Linked DNA regions of Sus scrofa: all the other regions are linked to region 1. Evidence: chromatin contacts called from public HiChIP or PLAC-seq and promoter capture Hi-C data. All regions are on one chromosome and are shown on one strand. The core of a region is the stretch at or near the end of the contact, and the rest is flanking DNA. Distances in the headings are between cores, read along the strand shown.

Region 1 (5,734 bases), core at 1,415-3,914:
GTGTCCGTGACCTACACTGCAGCTTGTGGCACCACCAGATCCTTAACCCACTGAGTGAGGACAGAGATCGAACCCACATCCTTATGGACACTATGTTGGGTTCTTAACCCGCTGAGCCACAATGGAACTCCAGAATCTGAATTTGTTACAAGCATTTTAGATGATTCAGACAGTCACTGGACCACACTTCCCAAAAGACTGTCTTAGATTTAGTTCTAGTTTCCATTTGGCCCAGTTTTGAAATAGCCTTTTTCAGCTGCAGTCTGTTTTAATCACTTTCTTTATTGAAGGATTATTAGCATCTCCATGTTTACTACCTGTTTTATTCTCACATCATCACCACAACTACAGAGAGAATCAGAGGTGGTTAGCACCATTTTATTGGGGGGTGGGTGGAGTGGGAGGTAAGGTTGAGGCATAGGGAGAGGTGAGTCAGAGACAGAGATGGGAATTGAAGTCCAGAATTGATGACTCTCAAACCAGGCAATTTTCTGGGGCCTATTTTCTCAGCTTGTGATTTCATATTTAATCATAGTTATTCCATAGGTTCCAGTTCACTGGGCTTGGGTAAGCAAAGCATATTTGAGTTTTAAACAAAATAGCTTAGCATCAATCAGTGTGCTAATTTTTGTTTAGCATATTGACGCTTGTCTAGGCTTGAGCTAGTATCTAGATGATGATATGTGTGGAGCTGACTTAATGGACTTAATGTGCTTCCTTCTGCGCTTGCTTCCTTTATCATTTCTGAAGACTTGTTACCTGAACTATAAAGGAACAGATTTCTCTTCCCCATGCCAATAGGAACCCCCTCTGATCTTCTAACTGGTAAAGTACTAACTCAAAAAACCTCTTAACCTTCAGTTTCTCAAACTTGAGTAGTATTTGGATCCATTTTTAAAGAAAAAAATTATCGAAAACTCTCAGTTTAAATTTTTTTGTTACACTATTACTTAAATTTACAAATATAAAGTAAACTATTTTTACTTATAGTTCTTCTATGACTAAAAAACCAAAATAGATTTAAAAATTAAATACAAATGAAACTGTAAAACTAGTGTTATTTATGTTAATATTATTGTAATTTAAAATGGCAAATGATGTATTTTGCCAAGGCTAAATTATCCCTTGTATTATGATTATGGTACTGCCTGTGAAAGCTCAGCTTCTTTTGAGTTCAACATACCTATGCCCCCAAGTGACCTATGATATCTCAATTTTCCCAGCACTTTTTGTTAGAACTATTGTGACAATACAGTCCTATGATGTGACTTGGTTTTCATTTTGTGCATGAAAACACCATTTTCATTTTAAGTCTGCTTCTGTTCTTTTCTCCTGGTCTCAGAACAATAAAAGCATTACTGAAACACACATGCAAATGTAGTTACTGAAATCACGTGGCAACACTGGGTTGTAAAGTAGTTATCCAAAGAATCCAGACCAGTTATGCGAATCTAAAAATAATTATCAAAATGAAAACAAAATTAAAACCCTAGAAAATACATCCCCAAACCTAATTTGATAATTATTGTTCCGATATCTGTTCGTTCCCAAACTTTCACTACCATCAAAAGCCTGTCTACTGTGTTTCCTTCCACCAACCCCATATTTAAAAAAAAAGGTCTCCTCAATTACATTTATTGATAATTTTAGTTTTTTAATTAAACACATAGAAATACCATTTCAGCTTATGATCACCATAGGTAGCTAGACTCTAAGCTGCTTAAATTATTGTCCAAAACAAAAAAAGACAGGAACATTCTAGTTATTCCATGCTGCCAGAACAAGGGTAAATGGAAACTTCCCGCTGTTTTGTAAGAACTCCCATATCCTCACCTCCTCCCACTGCTGCCTTTGAGGACTCTTGGAGTTCTAGAGAGGTCAATTTAGCCTCTCTTGTTCAAGCAAAGTAGCCAGTCCACCCAATATGGAAGGATTAAAGCTTGTCCTAGTTTTGCTTGATTGTTGTACTTCTAGCATGCTAAAGACCTAAAAAATGGGAGGAAGAAAATACAACAGAAGGCACCATTCCAGTACCAAACTGAAAAGAAACACAAAAACAAGAGAGCAGCATGTTTTCAACAGCTTGCATGGAGAAAGTGGAAAAAATATTGACTGGGGAGTTTGGATAGCACTGTTCATTTTCTCTCACCGCCCGCGTTATTTGTCTTACGGAGCAGGAGCCAGATACAATTCTGGCTCACAGGCCAAAGGAAGAGGTGGAGGGGTTTTGTGGAAGCTTGAGGATAGTGGGGAAATTAGGGCTGGAGACTCAAGTGGCTCGGGGCCAGGATGAAGTCAGGGGAGGCGCCAAATATTTCTTCCTCCTGGATTTGGGCATCCTCTTTGGTCCGCCTTAGTCCCAAGAGGGCACAGCACAGATCACGTTGGTAGGTCCCTGACGCCTTCAGACCACTGCGAGCAGGATGAATCCCTGCCCCTGTTTCTTTCGACTGCGGAAAGGACACGGGGGCCCCTTTCGCTTTCTCAGCCCACCTATCTTCTGGAATTCAGGCATACGGCTCCAGCCACGGGGGCCAGGATGGAGCCTCCACCAGCCCAGGTGGAACTCAGTTGCCCCACCTGGGCGGAGCTGGAGCTCGGGCCTTAGCCCCGCCTCTCCGGGCGCAGGGCGGGGCCTGGTTGCGGGGCGGGCCCTTGTCGCGGGGCGGGGCTTGGGCGCGAAGCGGGCGGCGGCGACCAGCCGGAGGAGAAAGAACATGGCGGGCGCGGCGGCCCCCGGGACCGGCCCGGTGGCCGCGGGTGGAGATGGAGACGATTCACTATACCCGATCGCTGTTTTAATCGACGAGCTCCGCAATGAGGACGTGCAGGTACTCGAGTCGGGCCGGGGAGCGGACGTGGGCCCGGCCGGGCGCGGGGTAGGGAAGGGGTAAGGCAGGCCCTGTGGTTGGGGAGGCCCGGGATTGAAAGCTGGGACTCGGCGCAGAAACTTGACGGGGAGGAGGAGAAAGATCCCTGAGGGGCTCTTGTGGCTCGACCCGACGGGCTGGGAATCTCTCCAGCACCTTTTCCCGACCCGCCGAGGCGTCGGCCCGGCGTCGCACCCGGTTGGGAGCGGTTGTGGGAGGACCGGCTTCTCGCCGGGGCGCCCCTTCCGGGCCGGGCGCTGGGAACGCCGCATCCAGCCCCGGGGCCGGCTGGCCCTGTAGCCGAGCGAGTGGGAGGAGGGAGGCGCGGGGTGCGAGGGGCCTCAGCGGGCTGCAGGGATGCCAAGGCGTCCTGATAAGTGCAGCTGAATGTATGACTTTCTTGGGGCTTGCTGGAAACCGGCTGGGCGTGTAGGGTAGAGATTAGGTGGGATCGCTAACTAACTAAAGGAGGCGATGTGTCAACTCAGGTGGAACTTTTCTTTGAAAAGGCAGGGGTTGTACTCAACCGTTTCACCTGCTTCATTACTGCCGAAGTTCTTTGTAAAATCGTCTCACTTTTCTGGATATTGTGTTTTCTTTTATTCTTTAATGGGCCTCACAGAGTGTTTCTTCTGAGAAGTTGTCCTTTGCCTAATGAAGGCTTGTTCCACTGTTTTGAGGTTCTTAGAATAAAAACCTAAATTGAAGTCTTCATTCTCACCTGTATGTCATAACTCACCTGTTTGCAATTATTGTCTTTTGCTCAATATCACACCTGCTTCTCCTTTCTTTTTTAAAGCTCCGTCTCAACAGTATTAAGAAATTATCAACAATTGCTCTAGCACTTGGAGTAGAAAGAACGCGAACTGAACTGCTGCCATTCCTTACAGGTATGTGACTCTTTGAAGAAAGGCATGGGCATTTCTATTTTCTAGTGGCTTTCAAAACTTTCACTTTTTTTTTTTGTCTTTTGTCTTTTTAGGGATGCACCCGTGGCACATGGAGGTTCCCAGACTAGGGGTCTATTCGGAGCTGTAGCTGCCAGCCTATACCACAGCAATGCCAGATCCCAGCCACATCTGCAGTCTGCACCACAGCTCGCAGCAAAGCCAGATCCTTAACCCGCTGAGCCAGGCCAGGGATCGAACTTGCAGCATCATGGTTCCTAGTCGGATTCGTTTCCCCTGTGCCATGATGGGAACTCCAAAACGTTCACTGTTTTTTAAAGAATTTGTTACTCACATCATTAGTAAGTACTAAACTGAGCCTGATGCTTTCAATGCAGAAGAAACAGGACAGAGCATATTGTAATGTTGTGGCCAGACATATTCAGACATTAACTTTTAGTTCATAGAAAGTAATTGTTATTGGATTATGAACTTCTTATCCTGTAAAATAGATCCATGAAGACTCTTGACTGAGAAGGAAAAAAGGCTGTCAGGATTGTGACAGGACCATCTAGTTACATGTTGAGTCTATTCCTAGTTTTGTGTGAGTGTCCAATTGAACTAGATCTCCTTGTTGATGGGTACTGGGTTGTTGTCATTTCTAGATACAATTTATGATGAAGATGAAGTACTCTTAGCTCTTGCTGAGCAGCTGGGAAATTTCACTGGCCTGGTCGGAGGTCCTGACTTTGCCCACTGTTTGCTGGTGAGTATATTCTGTCTACTGCCTTTCTAGAACTTTTGCAGTATAAATGATACATTGGCGATAGGCACACTGCAACATTTTTTATGCAGATCTTTTTATGGATAGTCAGTGTTAGCTATTGAGAGCCAGTTATGTAGGCACTTTGGATTCAGTTAACTCTTATTTTTTTCTGACTATGAATATAAGAACTTCTTCCTCTTTTCTGCCTCTAGACTTATTTGTTATTAGAGATTGGGAGAAAAAGAATTTGATTGTTTTTGTTTATGTTTTTTTCTCCCTGATATTAGAAATCTTAATTCTCATCTAGTAATATTATGGCTTTGGAAACATTCATTAGTTTTGTCCTTAACTGTAAGCGTAACTTTTGCTTCTGACTTAACTGTGAATTTGATGAGTTCAGTTTAATGTAGTTGACAGTTGAGAACCTATCATATCAGGCACTGAAGTTATAGCATTAAATGGTAAAGAAGAACGCTGAATGGAAAGAAGTCTCTGTCCTTATGTGTCAACAAATAATTACTGTGCGGTATTAGATGGAAAAATTTGAAACACATACAAGGTACCCAAGTAATAGAAAAGAGAAAGGGATTAACCGGGGGTGATCAGGGAAGACCTTTTGGGAGAGAATGTCTGAATTAGGTTTTGAAGGATGTCTAGGAATTTGACAGTTGGACAGGCTAGGGATCTATATGTCAGTGCTTAATTGTTTTCTGTATTATATTGCTGACTCTTGTGGGTTTTGTCTCTGCCTCTGACCTCTCCATGGAACTCCAGATAGACATAGAGAAAGACAGATATAGATCTATGTTTATCTCCTTATATATCTGTGTATGACTTCTCCAGCTGGATGTCAAATAGACATTTCCAATTTAATTTATCTAAAACAGAACTCAGTTTTCTCCCCCAATATGCCTCCTAATTGTTGCCTCATGGCAGTAAATGGCATCACCATCTACCTAGTTGGACAAACTAAAGCCTAGAAGACATTCTTGAATTCTCTCTCTCTCATTTCCCACATCTAAATCCATTAGTAACTCCTGTAGATTCTATATGTATTACGTATCAATCCATTTTCCTCCATCCCTACCACTGCCTAGCTCATCATTCCTCTAATCTTTCCAGACGACATCATCTTTCCTCTAGGTTACTGCAGTAACTCTCTAACTAGTTGCCTTCCACTCATGCCTCCCATCCATCACTACAGTGCACTC
Region 2 (5,734 bases), core at 1,912-4,411, 180 kb after region 1:
GGGTTAATAGATGTAAACTATTGCCTTTGGAATGAATAAGCAATGAGATCCTGCTGTATAGCACTGGGAACTATATCTAGTCACTTATGATGGTGCATGATCATGTGAGAAAAAAGAATGTATATATGTATGCGTAACTGGGTCACCTTGCTGTACAGTAGAAAATTGACAGAACACTGTAAGCCAGCTACAATGGAAAAAATAAAAATCATTATTAAAAAAAAAAACCTCTAGGCAGATATTGACTCTTCAAGCATTAGTATCATCACAAGGCTTTAGTTTTCCTAAACCATACACTGAGAAAACCTCCGCGATCTAATCAGTCACCTCTTGTGACTCCTATGTGAGTTAAACTGGCCAAATAAGAAAATCCCACCAAGTTAATGACAGAACTGCAGAACAACTTGGCAAGTCTATGTTTCAGGGGCAGGAAGTGATCCAGCAGAGCAGGAATGAAACTTGTCCTGCTGCCCTCTCACTTGGCACGTCATGGACTATAGTCACACCACCCACCCTCCCAAACAAACACACAAACAGAAACGCTAAACATTTGGCATTCTTAAATAAACAACAACAAAAAAGGCAGAAACATGCTAACACTAGCCTCTGAATGAAGACCTGAGCCCTCCTTGGAAACTGCTGATGACCTAACATGAATACCTTTATTCCTGATTTTTGCAATATTAATATCTACAGATCAGCAACAGCCCTTGCAATATGATAAACATGCGAGGAACAAAGTGACTGTAATCTTGGCAACTTCTCAATTTTTTTTCTCCAGATACCTTCTATGTTCTTTGGAGAACACAGTTGTTCTGAGGTAGCCTTTCCCTTGCAAAAGAGTGAAAGTAACAAGTCTTTTCTTAATGGTTTGGCATCTTGAGTTCTCCTTTCACAACTGGTAATTGCTGAGGCTGGGTGAAAGGTACTTCAGGTCCTTTTACTTTGCTCTCTAACTTTGTATATGTTCTTCAATTTCCATAATAAAAAAAGGAAAATAATATAGAGGGACTACACACAGTATCAAAGAGAGATTGTTGGTGCTTTCTGCAAAGACACAGGGCTTAGTCTAATTTTAGCAAGTTTCCAAACTTGAAGGCTAGTTGGAAGCTGTGTTCAATTTTAAAGTGCATGCTGCTGGGAGAAACGATACATCACCCCACTGCTGGGGCCAGCGTTGGCAGCCTGCGACCAGAGAAAGTTGCCTTTGAAGGGGTGAAGCTGGTGTTTTCTGGTCTCCCTAGTGAGGTTAGGTTCGTTAATGTCACATAAGAATGAAAGGAGCCAGAGTTTTCATATTATTTGCTGTGTTCAGTGCGCACGTCAAAAATATATCCCAAAGCTATGGCAACTGAAAAATATTTGTTTTAATCAGTGTTTGGGAAACAAATGCTGGTATTTGGCTTTAGGATTGGCGTCTTCAGCGTTGATATTGGCAGATCCAATTCACAATAAAGTCCTACAGCCCTTGTGTTGTTTTTTAAAATCCCATATGGACTTACTCTGTAAAACCTCTTGGCACACTTGCACACTTTTGTTTCTTGGAGGTTTCTTTGGATTTGTTTGGCTCTGGTATCATGATTATTTATTATATTTTCCCTTGAAATATAGAACACTTGTTACATTTTGTCATTTGTATACCTAAGTGGTTATTGATCTCCTACCATGTACAAGGCTTTATTCTTGGCACTCTGGAAAGGTATAAAAATCAATCAGGTAAATATTGTGATCTCAAGGTACTTTCAGCCCAGTCAGGAAGACAAGTAATTAAGAAAGATATATGCAAGAGTTTCCTTCGTGGCTCAGCGGAAACGAATCTGACTAGCCTCCATGAAGATGCAGGTTTAATCCCCTGGCCTTGCTCAGTGGGTTAAGGATCTGGCATTGCCATGAGCTGTGGTGTAGGTCGCAGACACGGCTCGGATCCCGCATTGCTGTGGCTGTGGTGCAGGCTGGCAGCTGTAGTTCCGATTTGACCCTTAGCCTGGGAACCTCCATATGCTGCGGATGCAGCCCTAAAAAGACAAAATCAAAATAAATAAATAAGTGCAGAGATCAGAGAAGACCCTCCTGGAGAAAATAACCTTATAGATGGAGGACAAAGGACAAATTAGAGCTAGACACAATGGAGTGGGGTGGAAGGTATCTTTTTAAGGAGAGGGAAAGAAAATATGTGCAGAGGTCCTGGGATGGAAAAGAGCCAGCGTTGTTTCTTTGCAGATCTTGAATCTTCCTCCTTCCTGGGTCTCAGAGTGGACTAGACTCGCTCTGGAGATAGTCATGGGGACCAAATCATGGTGGTCTCATACATAAACAGGACTAGTCATTGGATCATATGTAGAGAAATAAATATGGAGACCAGAATGCCGATGGCCCAGGTATTTCTCTCCCTGTCGATAGATCTGTGTGAGAAGCTTGTTTATGCTTCTTAGGATTTGCTTTGTGATCCTGGTATCAGCCTTGGGCATTAGCTGCATGGTTCAGAGGCTCTCAGTCAATGGGTGTTGATGCACCCATCTGTGCAATATGGTGGAACTACTACCGGGAGTAGCTCAGCTAAATTTGAGGGCATGTCTCTTAAGTAGAACTGGACATTACATATTGATCACTGCCTTTTTCTGTTTTTGGTGCTGGGCATTCAGCTTCTGATTTGTAATTTATAATTTTTATGTGTCTAGTTTATTGCCAAGTCTTATGAATTCTGCTTCCTTAAATTCTCTTGAGTCTATCTTCTTCTTTGAATTCCCACTGTCTCTATAATCTCTTGCCTTTATTATGAACAGGACCTCCTAAATGGTCATATTGTCCCTCAGTTTTCTTCTCCAATCTCTTCTTTAAACTAAGGCCATGATGGTACTTGTACAAAGTATGATACAAATCTGTATCCTATGATGCTCTTCTTAAAACCCCTGAATGTCTCCGCATACCCTTTGGGTTGTATCAATTAAGGTTTTGATGGGAATTTGCCTCACGTGGTTCAGTGGGAGATAATGAAATTATTACTTGCAAATATACAGTTAGGGTTAAGGAGGGAAACAAGGAATGAGGAGGAGCCCAGAGAAGAGCCACAAGAGGATGATTTATCACTCCTGGGCCTGAAGGGACTAGGTGGAGGGTTATGTTATCTCCTCAAAGTGAGAGCTGGACTGGAGGCCAACGGGTGGAGCTTGAGTTGCAGAGGACACAGCTACTGCACTGCTGCAGATAAGACAGCCAAGCTAGGAGGGACTGTCGTGATCTTTCCTCCCTCCTGCCCACAGATGACCCACTGAAACTTCCTGTTATCCAGATCATATGGGAAACCAGCTGGCATCAGGCTTGGGTGATGCAATCTGCCAGTGGTTGGCTTGCTGGGGCACAGAGCCTAGGGGAGAAAATGGATCTGGGCAGGGGGAGGGGTGAGATATGGCAAATGATCAATAATTGGCTCAGGAAGTCATAAAAATAATGTCTAGTTTGCTGACAAGTTTTATTGTGAGGGTTAAATAAGGAGATGTTTGCGAAAATGGATTTTTTTCCCCTTTGTACAGCCACACGTGTGTCAAATGGAAGTTCCCAGGCTAGGGGTTGAATCTGAGCTGCAGCTGCCAGCCTAAGCCACAGCCACAGCAACCTTCACCGCAGCTTGTGGCAACCGCAGATCATTAACCCACTGATCGAGGCCAGGGAACAAACCCTCCTCCTCGCAGAGACTATGTCAGGTTCTTAACTCACTGAGCCATAATGGGAACTCCTGAAAATGGATTCTTAGTGAATTGACATCCTTTCCTATTTATCATAGCCCAGCTCCTTGTAGAGGGTAGATTATTAGTTCAATGTTTGTTAGACTAGGTCTATGTTCTTTCTGTGCCAATATATTATTATTATTATTTCCTAGATGGAGAAACTCAGTAAGGTTTGAGACTCTCTCTTGTATCCCAAAAGAAGAACTGCCTTTCTCATCAAGACTGGAGAGCTGTGATTCTTTTCCCTCCCTCTCCTTTTTATTAAAAAAAATTTTGATGGTAACTTTCAAATATATAAAAAATTAGAATAATACAGTGACTCTGTGTCTGTCACAGTGAAATGATCAAGACTGTGCTAATCATGTTTTATTCATTTCCTCTACCTTTTTTCTTGCTAGCATATTTTAAAACAATGCCAGAAATCAGTGCTTTTTACTGTATACCTCTTTATTTTTTTATTTTATTTTTTGGCCATACTCACGACATGCAGAAGTTCCCAGGCCAGGGACTGAACCCATGCCACAGCAGTGACAATGCCAAATCCTTAACCATTAGGCCACCAGGGAGCTCCTACTATATATCTCTTTAACCAACAAGCCCTTTTATCTTTTATAAAACCACTGTGCTGTTACTGCTGCTAATAAAAACAAACATAAACCTTTAATTGTAGCTAAAAAGCTGAGCCCCTGTCCAACTTTTTTTCAGTTATCTCGAGATGTCTTTTCTGGTTGGTTGGTTCATTTCAGCAACCAAACAAGGTCCCCACATCTCTAATTCCTTTTCGTTAAAATTCCAATCCAAACCAGTACCTCACAGGCAATGTTCTCTGTATCATGCACACAAAAGAGGCAGCTCCAAACTCCCCTAGCTGCTGACAGTGGCCCCCGCCCCACCCTGCCCAGCCAGTGGGGCCACGTCTAGGGATGGCGTGGTTTGGGGTGAGTTTTCTGCCAAGTATGGCACCTGCATTGCTGCTTCTTCCAGCTCCATTTATCCTAGGCTCTTATTCGTGGCCCGTGAAGGAGGGCTGGGGGTGAAACGGTGAGGATATGTGCAGCAGAGGGTAAGGGGGTGTTTAGGGGAAGTTCCTCTGCCTTAATCCTACCTAGCTGATCCCAGTCCTTAATACAATTGGCTGTTAAGAGACTTTGTCTTGGCAAAGAAGGAGAAACTAGCACCACATTCCCTTGCCCCTTTCCTTGTCTAGCTTTCACAAGTGTCAAAGGAAAATGGCTGAAATTCACGTCTTGAGATGAAGAGGGACCTTATCGTTGTGAAGTTCAACCCTCCGATCCGCAGGAGGCCCTCTCTGTACGGAGAACTCAAACACTTTCTGGGCCTGTGGGTGAGAGGCTCAAAGCCACGGGGCTCCAAATCCTACCCCCTCCCTGGGGTCATGTGGCCTCAGTGTGAGAATGAAGACTTTCTAATTCTCATTGTCAGCAGGTATCCGCTTGCGTGTCACTGAAATCCCCCTCCCTCTGTTGGGAGCTTTGGTCTCTCGCTCCATAGGATGTCATGATTGGGGGGTGAGGCATGGAGGCTGCACATCCATGACAGCTAGAAAATGCACTCCCCCCTCCCCCTTTTATCCCTTTGGCCACACCTGTGGCATATGGAAGTTCCCAGTCTAGGGGTCGAATTGGAGCTGCAGCTGAGGCCTACACCACAGCTTGTGGCAATGCCTGATCCTTAACCCACTGAGTGAGGCCACGGATCAAACCTGCATCCTCAAGGATACTGTATCACGCTTTTAACCTGCTGAGCCACAGTGGGAACTCCTAAAAAATGCACTTTGATTTACTGTAGAAACAGTCTTATTGCCTCAGTACAGTTGTATTAAAAATGTACAGGACTAATAGCTAATATTAATTAGTACTTATCACATGCTTTGTTTCCATGGCTGCTATAACAAAGTGCCATAGGCTGGGAAGTTCCTACAACAGAAATGTGTTCTCTTACAGCTCTGGAGTCTGGATGTCTGAAGTCAAGGTGTTGGCAGGGTTGTT
Region 3 (5,734 bases), core at 2,149-4,648, 150 kb after region 1:
TATTAATAAAACACACTTCTCAAGGACACTCGTAACATAGCAAACTAGCAACCACGACTGCCTAAAATAGTTTAACAGTGTAAATGCTATTATTCTTTTTCCATTATGCTAATTTTATAAAATTAGCTACTCTAATTCATAAATCACAAACCAATACTACAAAGCCTTTACGAAGTATTATATTAGGAAGCCGGATTCTACCACCACCTGCTTTCCCTTTTGTGTGTAAAATTTACATAGAGATCTAACATGACAACACTGCTTCAGATGATGATGCAATTATATTTCTTAAACAATGTTAAGCTATTTGATAGATTAGACCAAGATGAAGATCTCTTTGTCTATGACTTTTTGTCCCCCTACAAGGCAAACAGTCTTGGAACTCCAAAGCTCTGCAGAAAATACATCATTTTTTTGAGTGATACTGGAGAAGAGTCACTTAAAAATAAAAGGGTTCAATTGTTCATCACTAAGATGTTTAAACCCTAAAAATTGCCTGGGCTACAAACTTGGGGAAAAAAAGATACTTAAGTTTTAAAACACACAAACTTACATGGATGTTACTGCATACTATATTGAAGAGGCTTTTCTAAGCTATAAATCTAATCATGATATTTTGCTGATGTTGCTATTTATGCCATATGAATTTCTCTCACTCTAGTTACTGTATATTCAGCAATGAGAACCTCAAATAATATTAAATAACACTTTAAAGTTTCCACTGTTCATATCACTGATAGTATTTGAGATAGCTGTATTTATCAGATACAAATATTTATCCAGTGAATGAGCATAAGTACTGCTTTAAAAATCTCACTAACAAATAGCATACTACAGTAAGAAACACTTCTATCTATGCTCAATTACCACAAAAGTTCACAGAGCAACTTTATAAAACTTGAGATTTACAGGAGCTTTTCTCTTCATTAACTCCTTGCTATTGCCCTCACTCCTCTCATCTTTAATATCTCCAGTCCCACCAAATTACCGCAAACACCCACCTTAAATTCACACTATTTCTTTTTATATGTTAAGAACACTTTCTTTAAAAAAGCAAAGGCAGATAGGATCCATGGACTAGAAATTTAGCTTTTACCTTTAATTATTTTACACACACACCATGCACACAAGTCAGGATGTAAGGACTGTTTCAAGAGCTGACCTGTGTCTTCAATTACAAATGCGTTGATCTCACCGATAACCAAACCACGATACTACTCCACAGTGCCCCCTAGCTCTGCAAGCTGGAACAGCTTAAAAGTAACAGGGTTATTTGAAGTGTTGGTAGTCACTTAGCAGCTCCACTTAGGGGCAGTTCTTAAATAGATACTATATTACCTAAATTTGACCTAATAAGTAACAGCTGACAATTAAATCTTTCGACTAATCCTGATAAGAGCTGATAAGAAAAAAATTTAACCACCCAACAATACACTTCAAAAGTTTCTGTAGAAGCTCTTTGTATCTGTGAAATTTGTTTGATTCTTAGAGTCATTAAGCAAGGACTCATCTAAAAATACACATTTAAAATGTCTTCTTTTCATTTAATTAAAGGGGAATTAACATGGCATTAGGCCACGGTTCTTTAGAGGAATGGAACCAATTTCTTTGTTTTTAAAAATGCTGGAATCAGAGTAAGTAATCTTGCTACGGTCTTATTATTTATCATTACAAACTTAACCTAAATTGCTAACTCTGGTAAATTTGTGAGAGGAAAACTTGTGACCTTGGTCCTGTTGCTAAAAAAATAAGTCAGATTTGGGCTGCCTTAGGATCAGTAGGGGAGGACAAAAAGTGAGAACAACACAATGGCATATACAAGCCCCTTGTTTTTGGAAATGAACTTCTTCACATTAAGCAAAACTTCTACGAACCAGAGCTACAAAAAACTCGTTTTCAAATGTCCTTCAGCTTACACAGCTATTCTGAAAAAGAAACCCTACCTAATTCCATATTCAAACTCTAGTATATTCGCACTAATAAGGGGGAACACTGAATAGGATGAAAACTAGAAGGGAAAAAAACCAAAAACTGAAAAAGGATGAAACTCCAGAACAACTACGATGAGGCAGAGTGGAGTACGTCAAAAATACAAGGTTTTATTCTAAAGAATGGTTTTGTTTCCACCGTTTTTCTAAAGTATTTAATTTGCACATCTTAAAATAGAGACCCTGAGGAGAGCAGCTTGAGGCGGTGAAAGGAAGGGGGGCGGGTTAGGTAAGAACAGAGACTTGCGAGAAAATATGTGCGGTGCATTAGAATGTGCAATGGAGGGGGGATGCTGGCTTCACCGTCAGGAAGCAATCCAGGGCTTTATGAGTAGAGAGGCAGAATCTGATGTGGCTTAAGGACCGCGAATTCACAGCCAGAACACACACCTGGGAAAGGGATAACCTAGGATGAGAAAGACCAACCTATCAACTGTGCAAAGGCAGAGATGACCGTTTCAACCAGCTCTATTGTCTGGAGTATTAGATGGAAATGCCTCGGGCGAGGGATCAAGCTAGCCTGACATCAAATCAGAGACTGTCGGGCAAAAGGAGGGAGAGAAGATGGGCAGTGGCCGTCCCGGCATTCCCGGCCACCGGCCCCCTTTTTCGCGCGGCCCCGGGAGGGGCGCCGCGGTCACAGGGGCCGCGCGGAGCCCCGTCCCGGGAGTCCGAGCGCAGGCGGTCCCCTCTTCGGGGCTGGCGACGTCTCTCTCCGCGCAGCACGGGAGCACAGAGACTTCCCCTCCCACCCCACCCCCAGCTGAAAGCAGGGAAGACGCGGAACTTGGGCTCCAGAGCGGAGGCCACAGACCAGGTCACGGCCCGGGTGGGAGGCCCTGGAAGAAATTCCGTGTGGCCACCGGGGGTGGCCTAGGGAAGGCAAAGCCCCGGCTGGTGGGGGTTCCAAGCGGACGACACTCGGGTCCTGGTGACCCGGCCCCGGTCCCTGCGGCGCTCACCGACCCCTGGACCTCCTGGGTCCTCACACTCCCAGGCCCTCTCGCCTCAGCTAGTGACCCGGCCTCTCGAAGCTCCCCAGCCCCCCGCTGCAGCCCCCCTCTCGGTCAGCAGCTCCTCTCTCGAACCCTCGCCTCGGACGCTCCCGCCGAGCCCCGGGCCGCACCTCCGTCCTGGTGATCCGGTGCCGCCCCAGCTTCACCACGGCGAAGTTGCCCTTGCCCAGCGTGCCCTCGATTTCGTAGAACCCCACCCGGACCGGCCCGCGCTGCAAGTGCCTCGGGCCATCCGCCATGACCATGCTGGGCCCCGCTGCTAGACACGGCGGACTGGAGCGCAGGCTGGCGGGCGGCGGGCTGGCGGAGCGGCTCCACTCGGGCGACGGCCGCTCGGCTCGCTCCTTGCTCAGTCCCTCCCGCTCAGCAGGGCCCAGCCAGGCGCGCGCCGCCGCTGACGTGCGCCGACGTCAGGGGGCCGGGGCAGAGGGGCGGGGGCGGGACCGGGCCTCGATTGGTCACCATGGCGACCGGAGCACCGCCGACGTCGGCGGCGGGCGGCAGGCAGCAGGGTGGTAGGGCAGATGGGCGGGGCCTGGACGGCGCGTTCCTTCCGGGCTCCGGCGCCCTCCGCCGCCTCGCCGCTGCCGGGGGCGGGGTCGCCTCCCGGCCCGCCCAGTTACTTGGCCACCCAGCCGAAGGGCAAGAGCGAGCTCTGGTGGGCGGAGTGGAGGGCTGCAGCGACCTGAGCCGGGCCGGGGTCTTCTTCCGTTGCCGCGGCGTTCTCCACCCACCCGGAGACCTTCCCGCCAAAACCTCTCACCTATGACTACTTTGTGTCCTAAATTTGGCACGGGCAAAGAACTGTGGCTGAGCAATGCATTGCTCACAGGCTCCTTTCTTTTATATCCTTTTCTCATCTGTTTCTATATAAATCCCTCCAAATTTGATGTCTCTGGGGAATCATTCTGACAGCAGCGCGATGCTTATAGATTCACAGAATGTCAGCGTTGAAGAGACCTTGAAGATCACCTAATCCAGGGATTTGGAGCCCGAACCCCTAAAAATATGTCCAAATTTTTGCCTCTTCCAGCTTTGGGAAGATGGGCGATAGCTGTTATTAGATTCCCAAACGTGTTGGTGACCTCGAAAAGGTAAAGAAATACTTTCTAATCCAATTTTTTTTTCAGGTGAGAAATCAACCCCCAGGGAATGAGGGAATTGCCAAAGTCACAAGGTAATACTAGAGTTAGGGTTGCAAATTACCACACCAGTCTTCCATATGGTGATCCAAGGAAACAGGTACAGCATTATTTCCAGACAAGGAGAGGGAAAGTATAAAATGCCCTTGAAAGGTCTTATGCCAGAAAGCAAGATTTTCAAAGAAAGGTAAGGACATGTCAGAAGGAAATCGGATCTAGTTTGAAGTTAACAATCTGGGATAATTTGAGCATCACGAAGGAATAATGGAAATGGGTTTATAACACAATGAATTTTTAAAAAGACTCCATGAGTGCTTACTTATTCTTACAATGTTAAATAAATATACGGGGGAAAAAATGACAGTTCTTCCTGATGGTGGAATGTCAACTAATACACATAGAAGAAATGATGAAATTTCCATTCTATGGAAATCACCATTTTGCAGCCATTCTATGGAAATCACTATTTCGCAACCATTATAGTAATAATTGATTCAGATAGAATTGTCGATAGATGTTGAAATCATTTAGTATGCTAGGGAATGGGATATTTCTAGTCTCAAACTATCCTCAAATTTCTTACTCATTATAAAAGGATAAAAACAGTACTTTCACAGAAGAAAAATGTGACAGATACCACTGTAACCAAATGATCAAAGTTAATGTCACCAATTATGGGATAAAATGACATGTGAGGTACTGAGAAGGATACACTATCTCCGATGTAGTATTTCTGTCAAAAGTACATACTCTGAATTTAATCATAAAGAAATAATCGGAAAAATGCAAATTGAGGAACATTCTACCTAACCACTGGCCTGGATCAGTGCCATAAAAGACTGAGGAACTGTTCTTGATTTAAGGGATTAAAGAGACATGTCACCAAAGGCAATGTGTGACCGTAGTTGGGAGAAAAGTGCTATAAAGGAATATTTTCAGGACAAATGTTAAAATTTACATATGGATTGCATATTAGATCATAGTATTATTTAAATGTTAAGCTTCTTGAATTATATAATTGTGCTGTGGTTACAAAAAAGAATACCCTTATTAAGAGATACATACTGAAGTATTTAGGGATAAAATTTTGATATATGCAACTTGCTCTCAAATGGTTTAGCAAAGATGAATGAGGCAAATGTGACAAAATGTGAAACCTAGATAAAGGGTATATGGTAGTTCATTGCATTGTTCTTGGACTTTTTCCGTAGTTTTCATTTTTTCTTTTCTTTTTACAGCCAAACCTGTAGCATATGGTAGTTCCCAGGCCAGGGGTTGAATTGGAGCTGCAGCTGCAGCCTAAGCTACAGCCATGGCAACACCTGATCTGAGCCACATCTACAACCTACACCACCGCTGGTGGCAATGCTGGATCCTTAACACGGAGCGATGCCAGGGATTGAACCCTCCTCCTCATGAATACTAGTCGAGTTCGTTACCACTGAGACACAGTGGGAACACCTGTAGCTTTAATTTTTTAAATAGAAATTAATATATGTATAATTAATATATATTTGTGAATGTATAATATTATTTTATTTTATTAATCTTATTGAATTATTTTAATGTATTTTATATTTTCTGTGTA
Region 4 (5,734 bases), core at 1,687-4,186, 150 kb before region 1:
TAACCACATAGACCTATAAAGCATCTGGGTGATAAAGAAGAGCTTCAGATACGCTTGGCTCATTCCCAGGAGATGACTGGATACACGTGTGGTATTCTCAGCCCCAGCAGGAAGAGCTTCTCGGAGAAACTGAAGTGGATTCTGACATGAGCTTTTAAGTCCCTATTTACACCCTTATCACATGACTCGAACAAAAGACACTGAACATTACAAGATCTATTAAGCAACCCCAGAGGCTAGAATAGGTCAAACAGGGCCCCATCAATTCTGAAATGACCAGCTGTACCATTATTCAGCAGCACTAGGTGTGATACTGTATGTGAAAGGAATTAATTTACTATGTATATGAAAGAATTACACTGCTAGGGACCATTGAGATTAAACATACTACTATTAGTATTATTCAGACAATGTCAATTTCTCAGAGAAACCAAATGTTGTACCTATTGGCTATTAGAGTTTAAATCTATTAACAGAAGGGAACAGATTGTACATTAGCCTGTAGAGGGGGTGGAGGGAAGTTTATGAGTAGGAAAATCAAATGTCAGAGACAAGAGACATTACTGCATTATTCTAAAGATGAATTAATTATAAAGTTGACTGTTGCTTTTATGAAGACTCTATTACTACCACAAAAAGAAAACTCTCCCAATTCTCCTTTTCCCTTATGTTTTATAAGAATTGGACATCAGGGGACATTTATGGAAGCACCAAAGCCTGGAAAAGACAGCCAAGCCTCTTGGTCTCCCTGGCTCTTCAGCTGAAAGGTTCAGAGATGAAATGAGCAGAAGGCAAAGACTAGGACTGACTCTGTGCTGGTTTCCTCCTCCCTTTAAGACCATGGATCCTGATCCCTGGGGGCTGACTTACAAAGAAGGGAGGACATAAGAAGGCCCAAGGAGCTTCTGTGAGGCTTGAGACAGGGGAGGCCCCAAGGCAGAGGGTGAGAATAGGGAACCAGGAATACTAGAAGCACTCAAGGAGTGGCTTCCTGGCTGGTCTGTTTCAACTCTCAGACTGTGGCTCTTTGTTAACAATTCCCTTCCACGTGATCAAAGGGGAATGATGCAAAGACGGGGAGACCCGCACTGCAGACGGGACACAAGCTCTGCCCTTCAGTGAAGGCTATGACACCCCTCAGCCAAAGGAAAACTCTGACTCAGTTAGTGAGGTGGGGATAGCATTTGCGCCGTTTTCCTCTGTGTCAAGAACAAGGCCGGGGCACCGGGGCCAGGACTGGGGAAGGATCTGAGGCAGGTCAGGCTGCAGAGCTTCTTAATTAAAAACAGCTATTAAGGAAAGAGCCTGCTGTGCAGATGTAGAAAGAAAATCTTATACACAAATTCATGAGAATGGCTACCTCTGGGGAAAAGGCCAGGATGGCAGGGGCGGCCAAAGCACTCAGTCTTGCCTGTGAGGTTCATCATCATGAAGAGAATGGATTCATATGTTAACTGTTTAATTAAAAACTGACTTTAAAAAATATTACACGTTTAGAATGGATAGGCAATGAGGTCCTGCTATATAGCACAGGGAACTATATCCAATCATTTGTGATAGAACATGATGGAAGATATAGGAGATAAAGGATGTATATATGTATAACTGGGTCAATATGCTGTACAGCAGAAATTGGCACAACATTGTAAATCAACTATAATAAAAAAAATCTTTAAAAAACGCCATAAAGGGAAGAGAGGGAGAGGTGGAAAGAAAAAGAGGGAGAAAGGAAGAAAGACAACCAACCATCTACCTCTCCTTGTAAGGGATGCTGGGATAAGGCAACCCACCGGGTGGGGCTCAGAAGCCATGGAGGACATCGGAGCCAACCACAAGGGACAAAGGTCTTAAACCCAAATGGTCTGGGTCACTAGAAAAGAAAACTGGATAAACACCAGAATTCTGAGAGAAAAGCAAGTGAAGAGAAAAAGACTGTCCGCCAGCCCTAGCCCACACTGCCTGTCCGACTGAGGCCCTAGGTCCCCCCTCTCACACCGAAAGGGGCAAACCCCAGCTCCCCTGAATCAGGCCCAGAAACCTCTCTCTCCTCTTAGGTCCCTCTGCCAAGCAGGCTGGTGGTTGGGGGGAATGCACTGCCCTGGATTTAGAAAGTGATGTGAACACGAAGTGGGCACTTCCTGCGGACCACCTACTCCTCCTGCCCTTGCTCAAACTTTCTACCAATGCATGCCACCTCCTTTGGCTCACCCACTTACTCCTCAAACAGAAGGAGCACCTCTGCCATATAGTCATGGGCTTCCCTGGGGATGTCCTGCGGGCAAAGCCCAGAGAGGGATGAGACCACTTCTTCTGGAAGGAGATGACCTCAGAATTCGTGGTCCTGTCTTCTGGGCACAGGCAAGCTACCAGGGAACGTCATTGCCCAGCTTGGCTGGAAGCAGTCGGCCCTTTTGATCCCTCCGGGTTCACCAGGCTCCTCTGTACTGTACCCACCCCCACCTTAGCTTGGGGTTCTGCAGGGGGTTGTTCTGGGTCCGGTAAGGATGCAGGCGGAGGAGGACCCCTTCCAGAGATGAGGCTGGAGGCGTTAAGGCAGGGGGAGCTGGGGAGTGGGAGGAGCAGTTACCTCATTGAAGCCCTCCTGCAGAACGTCCAGTAAGTTCCCCCGGGTCAAACAGGCTAGCATTGTTCCTGCCGGCCCCCCGGGCGGGGTCTCCGGGCCGGCGGCCGCCGCCTCCTCCTCCCCGTGCACACAAAGACTCCCGGCTCAGCTCATTGGGATGTCTCCGGAGTCCCGCATGCCACTTACTGGAAACCCAGACCCGGGCCAAACTAGCGGCCTCCACTGGGCATGCTCGCACCGGGGATCTGCAGGAGGGGCCCCGCGCTGTCGCGGTTCCTATAGAAACTGCTGGGCGCGCACCAGGCGGAGGGGCGCTGGCTGGGGGCCCCCTGCCCGGCGTGCGTCAGGGAGAGCCCCGCGCCGCGCGCACACACGCACACGCACACGCTCACACACCGGGCCGGGGGTCGGGCGTGGGGAGCGGCGGCGTATGTGCCTGCGCTGCAGACACACACATACAGCAGGGCTGCTGGAGCGTGCGCGCCCCCCCGCCCCCCGCCCCAATACACACGGACGCACAGGGGGTATGGCTGCGTGTGGATGCCCTACACACACACACACACACACACACACACACACACACTCTTTCTCTCTCTCTCTCTCTCCTCTCTCTCTCTCTCTCTCTATCTCTTTCTCTGATGGCTAAAGAACTCAAGCTCCCCACCACAAGGCAAGGTGGCTGGGAAGGGGAGTGAATCATAGATTTTTACTCCCAGACTAGCTTTTTAACCCCCAGCAACCTTTTCCCATATGGGGCCTGGACAGTGAGGTTAGGCTAAAGAAGGGGTATCAAGAAGGGACAGACACAAAGAGAGGGTAGAGCGCTTTAGTTATTGATGTTATTGGGGTACATTTAATAAAGTGGTGCTAAACCAATCACAGGATCAAAATAGGGACATCAAGGGTAAACCAAGGATGAAGAAGTCTTTACCAAAAAAGTTTCTTTCTTTTGAAAATAAGCGCTAAAATGTGAAACCATATTTTAAATGAGTTTTAACTTAATTAAATGGGTTTTAATGAAAATAATTGTACAATGTCCTGGTGCACTGGAAAGGGTTAGGTAAGAGCTTCCTCAAACAAACAGAGAGCTCTTCCCCTTTGTTTCTGGTTATTCCAGTCACAGTCTTGATTATTTATTTTTAAAAATACTAGTCATCTGTGTCCTTGGTGCACACTCTTGTTTCTATAGGAAAACTGGAAGCTGAAAGAACACCCATATTATGTTACACCTCGTGATCCCAGATGGGAGGGAAGGGTTTACTGGGTGTTAAGGCTCAGAGAAGGTCAGGCCTTGCCCAAGGACACAGCTGGTTAGTGAGAGACTGTTTGAGAAGTTAGGACTCTATTTTTTCTTTCTTCTTTTTTGCTTTTTAGGGCTGCACCTGTGGCATATAGAAGTTCCCAGGCCAGGGGTCCAATCAGAGCTGCAGTTGCCAGCCTACACCACAGCCACGGCAATGCAGGATCCAAGTCGTATCTGTGACCTACACTGCAGCTCACAGCAACACCAGATCCTTAACCCACTGAGCGAGGCCAGGGATCAAACCCACATCCTCATGGGTACTAGTTAGATTTGTTTCCACTGCTCCACAACAGGAACTCCAGAAGTTAGGACTCTACAGGAGTGATTTTCCAAAGGCACAGATTCCCTCCTCAAATCCCCATTAGTACCTTAGCGAGAAAAGTCAGTAATGGCTTTTATTCAACCTAACCTCATCCTCGGGTCACTAGAGAAGAACGTCCTTACTTAGAACGGCCAGAACTGGCTACATCTTGCCTGAATGTCTAAAGCTGCTAAACACAAAGATGCTTCTGAGAAAAGACACACCTCCCTCTGACCACAGCAAGCAGGAAACAGAAGTCAGCCAAGGTGTTAAATGGCTGTTGCTGGTTGAATGCTGTGGGTTCAATTCTGGCTAAGGCTGGGGAAAAGCCATGACACTGGATCAAACTGAACCTAAACAGCCCACAAGTCAGAAGACCACTGTCCTTCATCATCTAGCTTGGAAATTTGGTTGCTAAGAACTCCCCTCACCACCACCCTAGTCCATGGTGTAATGGACTCATGGTATAAGTGACTCAACACTCAGTTGAGTCACTAACCCATGTTAATGCAACAAGGCCCTTTTAAAGAGAAGTATAAAACTTCCAAGAGCATAAAATTGCATGCAACACATCTACATACATGGTGTGCAAAACCAGAACACCTAATTGGTGGATCCCTGGAGAGAGGGTTCTGACTGGTTGATAGCCAGTCATGCTTTGGACACAGCAAAAAATATTGAGACATGAGAGGAAGTTCCTGCTGACAGTTATCTAGGCCAAGAGATCACTGTTTCTTAAACAAGCTATTTATCAAAGTAGGACCTGTGAGCTCAAGTTTCTTGGGAAAAGACTTATTAAAGCACTGAATTCAAAGCTCCAAAAAAAAAGATTTCATCTGTAGTTCCCACTGTGGTGCAACAGGAATGGTGGCATCTCTGTGGGTTTGATCTCCAGTCCAGCAGAGTGGGCTAAAAGATCCAGCAATGCGGCAGCTGCAGCAGAGGCATACGTCACTGCTGTGGCTCAAATTCAGTCCCTTGCCCAGGAACCTCCATGTGCCGCAAGTGCGGCCATTTAAAAAAAAATAAAAATATCATCTGGTCCAACTCTCTCATTTCACAGATGAAGGAACCAAGATGAGCAGAGGTGCTCACACTTAACAAGTCAATACAGGAGCTAAGATCTGAACCAAAAGCCTCTGAAGCCCAGTCCTATGCTATTTGCCCTATACCAGAGGAATTAGAGGGAACCATGGTAAATAGATACAAGATCTATTATAGGGCATGTGGTCCAAGATTGCACTGTTCCTTGGAAGTCTATAATAATGCCAACCCCATATTCAATAGCAATAGTGTCCAAGAGAACTTCTGTGATGGTAGAAATGTTCCATATCTGTGCTGCCCATTCCAGAGGCCACTCACTGTATGTGGCTTATGAGAACGTGAAATATGGCAAATGCAAGGGTAGAACTAAAATTTAAATGGCACTTAATATTAATTCATTTAAATGTAGGTAGTACAATATCAAAATGTTCTGTTCCATTATCCCCACACTACTATTGAAATGTTCCAAAAATTATAATACATTCACATAATGTCTGCCTCT
Region 5 (5,734 bases), core at 1,742-4,241, 130 kb before region 1:
TCCTAGCCCAGTGCAATAGGTTAAAGGATCCAGCATCGCTACAGCTACAGAACAGGTCACAGCTGCTGCTAGGATTCACTCCCTGGCCTGGGAACTTCCATATACCATAGATGCGGCCATAAAAAATAGAAATAATATGAAATAAGTACAAATAAAAGCAAAATATTCAGCTAGGTGCCTGGCATATAATGAGTGTCAATCAAAGCTGACTACTATGACTGCCACCATCACAGGGAGGAATAACCAAAAATGAAGAATACAAAGACTTGGGAAGAAAGGGGGAGTGAAAAATGCTTTACACCCCCTTCCATGGAAGTTTTTGTGTTCCTAGATGTCTTATGTTTATAGGACATCTCACAGTTTAAAAAGTGCTTCATTTGTTTTTTTCAATCCTGACAATATTCTAGGAAACACCATTGTTCTCACTTCATAGATGGGCCAACTAAGCCCCTAGAACTTTGGTATCTTAAGAAGGTAGGAACGAAATTTCCCATGATGGCTATGTCTTCAGCTTCTGTCACTGTGCCTGGTATACCTGGGTGTTCAATAAAATATTTGCTCAGTATGAATGGATGAATGAATGAGTAGTAGGAACAGGACAGGAATCCAATGTATTGACTCTAAATCATTATGTGCTTTCTAATGTCCCTCGCCTATCTCTCTAAACATAATGATAGTTTTTTACAAATAAGACATCCTCAAGAAGGAGGCAGGCATGGAGTGGGATAGCTAAGAAGGCAGGGGACAGGAAAAAACCAGGCCCAGCTGTTTACAGTGTTAAAAGGAAACAATAGGCCTCTAATGTAGTTTCGTGTGCTAAGCTCACATCACCAAACCACGACTTAAGCCCTAGACGCACTGGAGTTGCGACCTGCCCCAGGAATGTAGTCTTAAACAGTCCGTTTGGAACTTTCTGGGCAGCAACAATGAGCTAATCTGCCACAGAGACCCTTCCATTGCGCAAAGGAAGATGAAGTCATCTGCTCTTTCCTGATCCCTTCCCTCTTCTGCCTATAAGAGCCTTTCATTTTGAACAACTCCTCTGATGCTGCGCCATGCATGAACCATTCAATAAAGCCAATGAAATCTTTAAAATTTACTTGATTGAATTTTTGCTATTTAGCAACAGTGATGACAACTCTGGGAAAGAACAATAAAGACAATGTAACTCATTTCTCATGAGACTTTCACATCCCCCTGCTCTTCAGGCTTGTGAACTAAACAACACAGGTTGCGTTATTTACATTTTATATATGAGGAAAAAGAGAAGTTACAGGGTTTGCCTAAGGTCACACAGCAAAAGAATGTGAAAGTTCTGTTCAAAAATTCGATGGATATGCTGCTTCTCCTCATTTCTGAAGCCCTTTTAAATAAACATTTTCCCAAAGTTGATTTGCTTGATTTAGGAGGCAGTATTGTGCTGAGGTTAAAACTATGAGCTCGGAAGTCATACAGGCCTGGGTTGGAATCTTGGTTTATTTGCTTACTAGCCATGGGACCCCAGACAAATGAGTTAACTTCTCTGAGCGTCAGCTTCCTAGCTATAAAATGGGAAGGGAGTAAGACCGCCTCCCTCAGAATTGTTGGAGAAATCAAATAAGATTATGAAGTGCCTGGAACATAAGAAGTTCTCAAATGCTACAATTATCATTACCTGGAGGAGAAAGGGAGAGAGAGAAGGAAGAAGAAAAGGAGAAACAAAAATGTCCATTCACCATTCCAGCCCTGCCCTGGTCATTCTATAGACAGCTGGCTGGGCGGTGTGTTTTGAGGTTTCCTGAAAGGAGAGAGCACAGAAGGACATACTGCTCTGGTATTGGCTCCTGGAGGTGCCAGGGAAAGATGGTGACAGTGGGAGGCTGGCAGAGAGCTATCTTCGGGCTCTCTCTTCTTCTCCGAGCCTCCACATCCACCAACAGAGACGTTCCCCTCCAACCTCTCCCCCTACTCACCAGCTTCCCCCGCAGCAGAGCCGGTTTCCCATGCTGCTCTGTCTCCCTGGGAGCCCAGCTGTTTTTGAACAGAAAGAGGCTTGTGCATTTCCTGGTTCCCCGTCTGGCTTCCCTCAGCAGCTCCGGGGAGTCGCTGTCAGTGTCAGATTTCAACCTAACAGGTTGGACTTTGGAAGCCACCTGCTGGAAAGATTCCCAGGTGACTGCTCCCAGCCAAAGGGAAGAGAAACACAACAGGCTCCAGGTGAGAGCGAGTTCACCTTCGGGATTTGGAACTGCTTTGATGAAGCATGAACTTTGAGCTTCAAGCTTCAGGGGAAAGAAACCTGAGATAGAAAAGGGTTTCCCTAGGAAATGTTTCTCCATTATATCACTCCATCATCAAAATAGATGCTCTATAATAAAGCGTCTTTCTTATGTTTCCCCAGCACTACTGGGGTTGGAGATTCACTTTCAAGGTAATCGCTCTCAGCTTCTTCTGATATCTGTCCAGAATATGGGTTTGAATACTGGACCTCTTGGAAACTAAAATTTAGAGAAATGGTCTCCTTTTTTTCTTTTTCTCTCCTCCCATGCTACTGGAATTTATGTGGACAAATCACTTTTTTTCTAGGACCGTTAAAAATAAAGGACTGAACTTACCACTTAATCCCCTTTCTGGTCAAGCATCATATGATTCTCTGATTGGAATGGCCTCAGCACTCCTTAACCACTCACTTCCCCATCCCCAGGACAGAACTACGGGAATCGCCATTTAATTGCAACTCAGCTTCTCCTCCAATGACACAGAATTAGACTCTTTCCACACACACTGGCAACTAGGATGCAGCTGAACAAGTTCCTCTGGAGAAAATGGGGGCTCTAGGAGGATTTGTGGAACCGGTGCAGTTTGCCTTCAGTGCTCCCACACTTATCTTTAGTGCCTTGCTCAGATGCCCAGTTATTTGTGTGTCCCTCACAGATGCTCAGGACCAGTGCTCGGCCCTGTACTCCACAGAGGGTACCCTAGACTCTTCTTTCCTCCCCATCTTCTTTCCTTATGAAACTGGAGAAGAAAAAAGCAACAGCCTCATAGGACTGTGGTAAAAATGAAATGAAATAACATACATGAAACTCCAGTCCAGGGCCTGGCACAGGGGACCCCCTTGGTAAGCCTTAGCTATTATTACTACTTCTCATTCTCAGCTGATTGTTGGTCAAGTATCTTACTTTATTGTTTTGTGCACCAATTTAGTTAGGAAAGGGAAGCCTTTGGAGGAAAGGACGGTTATTTTTAAATATCTAAAGGGATTCTCAAGTGAAAGAAAGATTGCATTTATTTTCAGGACATAACCTGAACCAATGGACAGAAGTTACTAAAATGCAGATTTTGGTTCAATAGAAGGAAGAATTTATAACAGATGTGAAAAAAAAAAAAAAAAGAAAACGAAGATCTAAGTTCTCCGCCACAAAAAATGTCACAGAAGTTGACTACAATCTTTTGGAGTTCCCGTCTTGGCTCAGTGGTTAACAAAGCTGACTAGGAACCATGAGGTTGCAGGTTCAATCCCTGGCCTCGCTCAGTGGGTTAAGGATCTGGCGTTGCCACGAGCTGTGGTGTAGGTCGCAGACATGGCTCAGATCCCACGTTGTTGTGGCTGTGGTGAAGGCCGGCAGCTATAGCTCCGATTGGACCCCTAGCCTGGGAACCTCCATATGCTGAGGGTATGGCCCTCAAAAGACAAAAAAAAAAAAAAAAAAAGAAGTTGACTAACAATCTTTAAAGAATTTGAGGGGGTGGGGAATCTGTACTAAATTAGAGGTTTCAATTTTTTCTAGCTAAGGAATACTTTCTTTTAAATGAAGCTCATGTAAAAATTCCAGTTATGAAACAGATCAAAGTGAAGCTGTTCTGGTTGAAGTCTGAATAGGATCCTTTAAAAATTCTTTTTTTTTTCTCATCTATATGTTAAGATTCCTGTGAGTAGATGATAAAGGAGTATAGTTTTAAATTTATATTTATAATGTACAACCTCCATAGTATATTACTTGGGGGTTAAGAAATATTTGTTGACTGAATGAACAAAAAAATATATCAATAGTTATTTCTCTAAGGCGTGCTTTAAATTTTTTTTTTTTTTTTTTTTTTTTTTGCGCTTATTAGGGCTGTACCTGCAGCTTATAGAGGTTCCCAGGCTAGGGGTTGAATCAGAGCTACAGGGCCGGCCTATACCACAGCCCCAGATATGCAGGATCCAAGCCACACCACAGCTCACGGCAATGCTGGATCCTTATCCCACTGAGCAAGGCCAGGGATCAAACTTGCGTCCTCATGGACGCTAGTCAGATTCGTTAACCGCTGAGCCATGACAGGAACTCCTGCTTTGATTTTTAATACATGGCAATCCTTTAAGAGTCAAATTTTTCAAGTGAAAGTTTGTATCGTGGGGTCCACAGATTCTTCTTCTTTCCTTTGCTTTTTAGGGCCATACCCGGCTCATATGGAAGTTCCCAGGCTAGGGGTTGAGTCGGAGCCACAGCTGTCAGCCTATGCCACAGCCACAGCAACATGGGATCTGAACTATGTCTGCGACCTACACCACAGCTCGTGGCAACGCCAGATCCTTAACCCACTGATGGAGGCCAGGGATCGAACCCGAGTCCTCAAGGTTACTGGGCGGATTCATTTCCACTGTGCCACAACCAGAACTTCTCCACAGATTCTTAAGAGGGGCATATAAGTGGATCTCAAGAGCTGTGTGAACCTATTCAAATTGCATGACAAATTTGGGAGCATGTGTATGTTTCTGGACAAGGATCTAGTGCTTTTGTTAGATGTTTCAAAAGGGTCTGAAACCCCCAAAAAGTTAAGAACCAACCACTTCAGAAGTTCCTTGGTGACTCAGCAGGTTGAGGACCCGGCGTTATCAATACTGTGGTTTGGGTTGCTGCTGTGGTGAGGGTTTGATCCCTGGCTGGGAATTTCCACAAGGCAAAAAAAAAAAAAAAAGTATCTACTACTTTAATGGAAGAATTTCAGGTGTCCATCACACCATATAGATTTATATTGGGGCAGGGAGGTCTTCTGGACACTCCAAATCATACACACACATGCTTTCTTGATTATAGAGAGTAATTAAGAGGTCAATCCTCCAGGCTGTCCCGAATACACCATTCCCGTCGTATTAAGACTCCTCTTACAAAGGAAGTTTCCCTAGCCGTCACCACTATACCAACAGCCCTAGATCCCCTGCATTTAGTCTTGGATTGGCTGCAGTGGTGCAGTGACTCCTCTCTTTGGGATGATACAAGACTAGAAACAAGTGCTTTCTCTCATAGGCAGAGAGGAGGGAGACTCTGTTTTGGTGACAATGGCAGAGGCTTCTGTGGCAGTGCCCCTATGTCTACATAACTGATCCCTCAGAATCGGAGACCATTTTCAGTGGACAGATCTTAGTGTGGGAAAACAGGGCCTTAGGCAACACAGAAGCCAAAAGCTGTTTTCCCAACCCCTACCCAAAACAGGCCAGACAGTCTGGAGACCCTTGTTTTTGTGTCTCTAATCACCAGCTCAGACAGTGCCCTCTGGGCTGTTTGGATGGCATATCCCTTTTCCCTCCCAGGATCACTCTCTTTTGTTGCATTGTGAGAAAATTACGGCCAGGAATTTGATCTGGAGCCAGTGTCAGCTTCCGGGTGTGATCTCAGCATCCAAGTGTGAGCTCAGGGTGCTGTGACGTTGGGTACATCGAACTGAGCAGCTTTTTGTCTAGCTGTCCTTTTTGTCTTTCCCTCCCTGCCCA

What was found. Promoter capture Hi-C pulls out the DNA fragments that hold promoters and counts their contacts. HiChIP or PLAC-seq counts read pairs in DNA pulled down with a chosen protein or histone mark.
Region 2: an H3K27ac HiChIP or PLAC-seq map of alveolar macrophages shows a contact between it and region 1. The contact joins the enhancer-like site here to the promoter of PPP2R1B in region 1. A contact is called at or near these places in 2 of 5 promoter capture datasets (fetal skeletal muscle and skeletal muscle), 6 of 47 Hi-C or Micro-C datasets (alveolar macrophages, embryonic fibroblasts, heart right ventricle and 3 more) and 2 of 2 datasets of contacts at active chromatin or transcription factors (alveolar macrophages and skeletal muscle).
Region 3: a contact with region 1 is called in a promoter capture Hi-C map of fetal liver, with 4 times the contacts expected there. The contact joins the promoter of SIK2 here to the promoter of PPP2R1B in region 1. A contact is called at or near these places in 5 of 5 promoter capture datasets (fetal liver, fetal skeletal muscle, liver and 1 more), 31 of 47 Hi-C or Micro-C datasets (adipocytes, adipose tissue, alveolar macrophages and 17 more) and 2 of 2 datasets of contacts at active chromatin or transcription factors (alveolar macrophages and skeletal muscle).
Region 4: a contact with region 1 is called in an H3K27ac HiChIP or PLAC-seq map of alveolar macrophages. The contact joins the promoter of DIXDC1 here to the promoter of PPP2R1B in region 1. A contact is called at or near these places in 1 of 47 Hi-C or Micro-C datasets (liver) and 1 of 2 datasets of contacts at active chromatin or transcription factors (alveolar macrophages).
Region 5: a contact with region 1 is called in an H3K27ac HiChIP or PLAC-seq map of alveolar macrophages. The contact joins the promoter of C9H11orf52 here to the promoter of PPP2R1B in region 1. A contact is called at or near these places in 1 of 47 Hi-C or Micro-C datasets (liver) and 1 of 2 datasets of contacts at active chromatin or transcription factors (alveolar macrophages).

Annotation. Positions count from the first base shown.
Region 1 is chr9:39,514,435-39,520,168 of Sscrofa11.1, reverse strand. It overlaps PPP2R1B (serine/threonine-protein phosphatase 2A 65 kDa regulatory subunit A beta isoform), which reads left to right and starts at 2,664. Exons shown (of 17, transcript XM_005667316.3): 1 at 2,664-2,831; 2 at 3,670-3,760; 3 at 4,423-4,523. The coding sequence starts at 2,718. It also overlaps a transcript of ALG9 not described here.
Region 2 is chr9:39,334,283-39,340,016 of Sscrofa11.1, reverse strand. No RefSeq gene overlaps it. Among named protein-coding and RNA genes, the nearest start is that of LAYN, 31 kb to the right of the region's middle. Within about 2 kb of position 3,161, at least 5 of the 83 cell types and tissues checked have an H3K27ac peak or open chromatin away from gene starts, as enhancers often do. A contact at or near this core is called in alveolar macrophages and liver, where this site is marked.
Region 3 is chr9:39,366,219-39,371,952 of Sscrofa11.1, reverse strand. It overlaps SIK2 (serine/threonine-protein kinase SIK2), which reads right to left and starts at 3,398. Exons shown (of 15, transcript XM_021062772.1): 1 at 3,115-3,398. The coding sequence starts at 3,249.
Region 4 is chr9:39,663,656-39,669,389 of Sscrofa11.1, reverse strand. DIXDC1 (dixin) reads right to left here and starts at 2,936. Exons shown (of 23, transcript XM_003129869.5): 1 at 2,588-2,936. The coding sequence starts at 2,647.
Region 5 is chr9:39,644,147-39,649,880 of Sscrofa11.1, reverse strand. C9H11orf52 reads right to left here and starts at 2,991. Exons shown (of 4, transcript XM_003129841.4): 1 at 1,953-2,991. The coding sequence starts at 1,984.